Linked DNA regions of Sus scrofa: region 1 is linked to region 2. The links are chromatin contacts, called in public Hi-C maps. All regions are on one chromosome and are shown on one strand. The core of a region is the stretch at or near the end of the contact, and the rest is flanking DNA. Distances in the headings are between cores, read along the strand shown. Region 1 holds the start of ZNF165 (zinc finger protein 165). Region 2 holds the start of ZNF184 (zinc finger protein 184).

Region 1 (3,906 bases), core at 1,143-3,642, 500 kb after region 2:
GGGTGTTGCCGGGGAAAAGCCAAAAAAAAAAAAAAAAAACAAATAGCAAGTGTTGGTGAGGTTGCAGAGAAAAGGGAACCCCTGCACACTCTTGCTGCTGGGAGTGTAAACTGGTATACCCGCTGTGGAAAACACTCTGGAAATTTCTCAAAAAATTCCACTGCTGGGTATATACCCAGCAAAAAAAAAAAACAAATTTGAAAATTTACATGCATCCCAATGTTCATAGCAGCTCTATGTACAATTGCCACAATACAGAGGCAATCTAAGGGTTCATCAACAGATGAATGGACAGGAGTTCCTGTTGTGGCTCAACGGAAACGAACCCAATTAGTATCCATGAGCATACAGGTTTGATCCCTGGCCTCGCTCAGTGGGTTAAGGATCCAGTGTTGTAGTGAGCTGTGATGTAGGTCACAAACGAGGCTCAGATCTGGCATTGCCGTGGCTGCGGTGCAGGCCAGCAGCTGCAGCTCTGATTTGACCCCTAGCCTGGGAATCTCCATATGCCAAGAGTGCAGGCCTAAAAAGACAAAAAAAAAAAAACAAACAGACGAATGGATAAAGAATATGTGAGACATACACACACACACACACACACACACACACACACACACAAACACACACACAGGAATACCCCTCAGTCATAAAAAGGAAGGAAATTTTGCCATTTATAACAACATGGATGGACTTGGAGGGGATAATACTTAGTAAAATAAGTCAAACAGAAAAAGACAAATACCAGAGTTCCAGTCATGGCTCAGTGGCTAAAAAACCCAACTAGCATCCATGAGGGTGCAGGTTCAATCCTTGGCCTCACTCAGTGGGTTAATAATCCGGCGTTGCCATGAGCTATGGTGTAGGTGGCAGTACAGCTCAGATCTGGTGTTGCAGTGGCTGTGGTGTAGGCTGGTGGCTACAGCTGCAACTGGACCCCTAGCCTGGGAGTTTCCATAGGCCATGGATCTGGCCCTAAAAGACAAAAAAAAAAAGAAAAGAAAAAGACAAGTACTGTATAATATCATTTATCTAAATGATAATCTAAATAAAACACACTAGTGAATATAACCAAAAAAAAAAAAAAAGACTTACAGATATAGAGAACAAACTAGTGGTTACCAGTGGAAACAGGGAAGTGGGGAGGGGCCAGTTATGAGAAGAGGATTAAGAGGTCCAAACTACTGTATGTAAAATAAATAAGATGGAATTCCTTCATGACCTAGAGGGTTAAGGATTCGGTGTTGTCACTGCTGTGGCTTGGGTCACTGCTGTGATACAAGCTCCAGTCCTTCCGCATGCCTACAACGTGGCCAAAAATAAATAAATAAGCTACAAGTATATATGGTTCAGCACAGGGAATACAGCCAATATTGTAAATGGAGTACAACCTTTAAAATTGTGAATAACTATGTTGTACACTCGAAACCTATATAATATTGCACATCAACTATATCTCAATTAAAAAGAATTGTTAAATAAATAAATGAGATGATAGTAGAAGATCCACATAAGAAAAAAAATGATATTCTGATTTATAAAACAAAAACAGTATCACTCCAAATGTTCTAATTGAGACCGGACTGTGGAGGATACAGGTAGAAGCAGAGGCCTCACTTAACAGGTTATTTTAGTTCAGAAGAGAGACAACAGCGTATCAGCCTGTCTTTAGAAGAATGGATGAACACGATGTTATAGTCACAACTGCAACGTTACACAGTAATGAAAGTTAATTTTAACTCAACAATTTCGATAAATCTTGGTAACAAATTGCTGAGTGTAAAGAAGCAAATATCAATTACCAATGACACGATGCCTTTTAGTGAGAAACAACTAAAATTAAAAGCATATGTTGTTTGACCTTAAGTATATACCAAACAGAACTATCTTTTTAACAAGGGAACAGAAAATTTTTAATAGTGGTTACCTCAGATTATAGGAGATACGGAGGGAGACAAGAGAAGGAGTTGTAGTAATGGTTAAGTTATTGTCAATGTTCTAGTTCTTAAAGATTTGGTAACGGATTCGAGAATGTTCACACTTTCGGGTCATGAATAGAAGTCTTGAGCCAGGCGTTACAGTTAATCCTACTGTGTATATCTGCGTTCCACCTGGGTTGGAGGATAAATCAAGGGTTCGAGGGAAAAAAGCCTCCTGGAGTCCAAAAGTGAAGTCTGAACTGCATCCCCCTGCATGGGTTTCCATTTCACCACCTTAGACTGAAGTCAAGGACGAGGCCACATGGGAGCGGTAGAGAAAAGTTTACTACTACCATAAAAAACTCTGAGAACTTTAAGACCGGGACGAAAATACCCGGGAAATGGAGTCCGAGCGCCTGAGGAAACCCGAAGACTTCTGGGAATCGCAGTCCAAAACCCGCCAGTCTCCTACTGCGCAGCCTCAAAAGTCTCCGTGGAAGGAAGCCTTGAGAGACAGTGCAGCGCCGTCCTTCCACCGGAAGTGTCCGATCGGAACCAGCCCTGCGGGAGAGGTGAGTCCGGGTCCGGGGACCCAGGTGTCTGGCCCTTTGTCCCCTCCAAACACCCAGTCCCTATCATGTTCCCTTCGGAAATGCAGCAGCCCCGTGGCGCTCTGGACCCGAGACCTCAGAGGAATCCCAAGGAAAGGTGGAACTAGGGTTGGCCTTGGGAGAGCTTTCTCGCCCGCCTATTTCGGGAGGGAAATGAAGGTTTCCATGGTTACCCCCGCCGCGCGTGACGTCATCGTTGAGGGCTGCGGGGCGTGGTTTGGGGGGCGGCGAGCTGTTTGGTTCTCCGATTCCAGGGTAACTGGTAAGAGAAGTGGATTGACCCAGTCGAGACGGAAGGGGAAGGGGGATTTCTGTTTCAGAAGAAACTGCCCCAGGGTCTGTCCCCGACTCCTGCTTTTCATGGGAGAAGTAACCCGCCTTTGAGTAGGAAAAGTAGGGTCGGTCAGCCCGGCATCCTCGTGAAATTTCCTCACACAGTAAATATTTAATGAGTTATTTCTTGTGTACCGGGGATGCCGTGAAACCTGTACTGAACCCCTGCCCTCTTTCTAGAGTTCAAAACAGGACATCACAGCAGGTAGTTGTAAGACTGGAAAGTGCCTCAATATGAGAAAGACAAGGTGCTGTGGGAGCCTTTCTCAGCAAGTACTTTGAATTCCCTCCTCTACTCTGTGACCTTTTGGATTTCCCCTAACTCCTATCCCTCCTCCAACAAAACTCTTCCTCTTCCTCTCTATCCCAACATAAACTCCGGGGACCTACTCCTCCAACCAGAACCCTACACTTTTCCGAACTTCCACCTTTCCCAATGTAACTAATTACTCCTTACTGTCTGTTGGAATAGCATTTGTTTACATCCTGCTTACGTTTTTTGGTAACTCTTCTCCAACCCGATGGTCGTAAAGCATTGGATTCTCCATAAATATTTATTATCTTGAGGTTAGTAAGACATTTGACACCTGGCTTTAGGGAAAATATATCAAATCAAATTATCTTGAGAACAAATAGTTTTATCTAGAGTTTTGAACTGTTTTAAGTGGATGAGAAGTGATTAGACACCTGGAGACAGAACTTTCAGCTATCTGAGGAGATGACATGTAGAATCAGTTACTTAGCATGAATTTTTTTTTTTTTTTTTTTTTTTGCCTTTTTAGGGCCTAACCCTCAGCATATGGAAATTTCCCAGGCTAGGGGTTAAATGGGAGCTACAGCTGCCCACCTACACCCCAGCCACAGCAACACAGGATCTGAGCCACAACTGTGACCTATACCACAGCTCACCACATCGCCAGCTCCTTAACCCACTGAGGGAGGCCAAGGATGGAACCTAGCATCCTCATGGATTCTAGTCGAGTTCGTTACCACTGAGCCTCAAGAAGAACTGCAAGCATGATAATTTAAATTTAAGCTAGCAGTTA
Region 2 (3,444 bases), core at 778-3,277:
AGGATAAAAACAATTCTATTATACAAGGATGACAAAAACCTAGTTCACCGTAGTTTATGTAAAAAAGATCTAGGGCTAACAGCATATTATTGCTTAATTTTTACTTTTATTTATTTATTTAGTCTTTTTAGGGCCACACCAGTGGCATATGGAGGTTCCCAGGCTAGGAGTCGAATTGGAGCTGCAGCCACTAGCCTCTGCCACAGACACAGCAACCTGAGATCCGAGCCTCGTCTGCGATCTATACCAACGGCTATGGGCAACGTTGGATCCTTAACCCACTGAGCAAGGTCAGGGATTGAACCTGCATCCTCATGGATACTAGTTGGATTAGTTAACCCCTGAGCCATAATGGGAATTCATTTGCTTAATTTTTAAAAAGCAAATAAATTTGATGCTAAACAGCAGAAATATAATCCATATCAAAAATTTTCAAAATATACCTAAAGAACTACGTTTAGTTTTAGGCAATGAATTTTAAGAAGCATGCCATCACGCAGGAGAGTTTTTAGGGAAGAGGACCAGATATATTACATGAAGACTCATCAAGGGAATTGAGGCGATTTTGTTTGGAAAAGAAACAGAATTTGTGAGTAGGAGTTTTAACAGCTGAATTCACATATCTGAAGGGCAACAATGTTAAAGAGCCAGCAGTTTCTTGCTTTTGAGGACTAAGAGCTAAAATCAACACAGAAATTACAGAGAAAGACAACTGTGCCTAATATAAGGAACTAAAAAAAGAAAGACCCCACAAGGGAATAGTCTGCACCCAAAATGCTGTTTAACACCACACTTGTTCAGGCATAGGCTTAACAGATGGCCATCTGCCAGGGATATTTCAGAACTGATTCTTGCACTAAGAGATGAGTACCAAGACTTTTCCTGACTGCAACATTATCATTCTAATTTTTAATAAACAGAGGTTATGTGAGGATCACAGACATTCTGAATCATTACTTCTTTTCATTCCCCAATCCCAAAGTCAGGCAGAATTAACTCTTCCTTCAAGTTTCCCCCTATAATATAAGTAAGTCTCTCCCTATGATGTAATTGTTTCTTTCTCCATCCATCCTTATATACATAAGGTCCCTTCCTTCCACTACTTCCAGCTCTGCCAAGTGTTTAATTTTCAAGTCGTGCCTGCTGTTTTGCCTCCATCATCCCACTCTCCCCCAAGTCTTCCCCATTACCTTCCATCTCAAGTGCTCATCCCCTTCCTCTTGGAATCAGGACACCAGGGTTTCTCAAGCTGGGTCCTCAGTCTGGAGCCCAGATGTTCAGCAGGAGGATGAGCCCTTACGCCCGCTGAAGTTGGCTACCCTAAAAGACACAGGATGAGGTCAGCAGCAACTGTCATACAATCACAACTCAAGAGTTTTGCAGAGCGGCCAAGAGGTCCTTGGAAAAGAGAAGTGACCAGAGAGAGCATTAAAGAGACATGTGGCATTCCGGCTGAACAAAAACAGAATGGAGATCGAGAACGCAGATTCTCATCCCCAGATTCCAAAACCCCTGTCGCCTATCCTAGAATCTGACCAGAAGCTCCCACCTACCCGGACGGTTACCTCTGTGCACACTTGCGGGCTCACACCCCCGCGGGCTCAGGAAGACACACCTGTTGCAGGGCGGAAAAGCTGGAAAATGGACAACAGGGCGGGGCCCGGCTCTGGTCCTTCCTCCTAGGCCGGAACAAAAGAACAAAGCCCTCCCAGGGATCGGAGCGGAACAGCCCCACTCTGAAGGAGGCGATGGGCGCCCCTTCTAGGACGCCCCAGCTCTCTCCCACAGAGGCCGCTTCAAGCGAAGAGAGGAGTGACGTCACGCGGCCGGAGGACTGGCGGTTGCCATAGTGATACCTGGGCTTCCCTCCCTCTAGAGCCTGCCACACACTCCTATCCCCCGCCCGGAAGCTCTGAGACGATCACCAAACCTAGCGAAGGGAGCCGAAGCATCAGGTCTCCCCCCTCTTTTCACGCCTACAGCCGGCTTCAACGGCCACTTCCGGTCGTGAGGAGAGAACCCCGCCCCCGCCCGCCAGCGTTAGATCACGCCCCGCAGACACGCGGGACTACGATTCCCAGCATGCTCTAGGACGCTAAACTCCATTTCCCAGAGGCCTCAGCCAAAGAGTAAGAGCCCTTTGAGCAGGGCCTGGGGTTCTGCCCTTCAGTCGTTTGTTCCTTGGTCTCTGAGTTGAAAGTGTTCGTTGGAGAGGTGACTCTCAAGCATGTGTGACCAGACTGATTATAAGAGTACACATTTATACACGTATATAATTTTAAAACACAATTATGTCATAATGCAATACTTTCCTGTATTACGTGCCCTACCTTGTATTTGATATTATACTTATTTGTTTAAAAAATTCTGGTCGTGACCCATTATATTGCTTTCATGACTCTCAAATGGGTCGTAACCTTCACTTTAAACTGTGAGGTGGGCTTCCCATGTTTTGACCGCTGTAGTGCACGGTGTATGCTTACTTCAGCCCACACATAGCTATGAATGAAACCCAACTCCAGTCTGTCGATGTGTCTTTGGCAGAATATCCGAAAGATGTCGATAGGTTTCTATACTTTTAAATGTGTGGCCCAAGCACTTTACTGTACTTCTGTGCATCTCCATATTTGTATAGCGGGGTTAAGGTCAAGTCACAGACTACTGGCTGACAAAACACTAAACTTGGAATCCCAACACTAAGTATATGAAAAACAAAGTTACAGTAAAAGGAAAGGGACGGTATCTAGAAGCAGATTTCAGAAAAAACCTACTGTGAGAACCAGAAAATTTCTGGCAACAATTTGGTATTCTAAGTAGATTGCCAGAAGACACGACCTAAATGAAACAGAAATGAAAGCTGTGAAAGAACAGGCTGAAATAAAGACATCAGATGAAAAGGAATTAAAACATATAGCAAAGAGTATTTAAGTGCAGGAGCATTATTCATAATGGAGAACTGAATTGATGCTACGAAAAAGTGACTAGGTTATGTATAGGATATTCTTTTAAAGCTGAATGATTCAAAAGAAAGACAAATGAAATAGAAGAAAATGGCTGATAGCTATAAAGGACAGAGGATGGAAAGGCAATATGTAGATGATTGCCATAACAAAATGTCGGTAATTCCCATAGATTGAGTGGCTTAAACAATAGAAATTAATTTTGTCACAGTTCTGGAAGCTGGAAGTCCAAGATCAAGGTGTCAACAAGTTTGTTTCTCCAAAGACCTCTTCCTTGGATTACAGATAGCCACCTTCTTGAAGTATCCTCACATGTCCTTTGCTTTATGCATGCTTTTCCCTGGTGTCTCTTTGTGTACCCAAATTTCCTCTTCTTATAATGATACTAGTTGTCAGATTAAAATAACGCTCTTTTAAACAACAAATTTACTGGATACAAAACCCCATATTCAAATATATGTTGTATTCATCTACACCAGTAAAA

Evidence for each region. A called contact is a pair of places that touch in the nucleus more often than the background predicts.
Region 1: a Hi-C map of liver shows a contact between it and region 2, with 6 times the contacts expected there. The contact joins the promoter of ZNF165 here to the promoter of ZNF184 in region 2. A contact is called at or near these places in 1 of 5 promoter capture datasets (liver) and 1 of 47 Hi-C or Micro-C datasets (liver).

What each region holds. Positions count from the first base shown.
Region 1 is chr7:21,933,760-21,937,665 of Sscrofa11.1, forward strand. It overlaps ZNF165 (zinc finger protein 165), which reads left to right and starts at 2,393. Exons shown (of 4, transcript XM_005665673.3): 1 at 2,393-2,488.
Region 2 is chr7:21,433,209-21,436,652 of Sscrofa11.1, forward strand. ZNF184 (zinc finger protein 184) reads right to left here and starts at 2,028. Exons shown (of 7, transcript XM_021099796.1): 1 at 1,566-2,028; 2 at 1,191-1,320.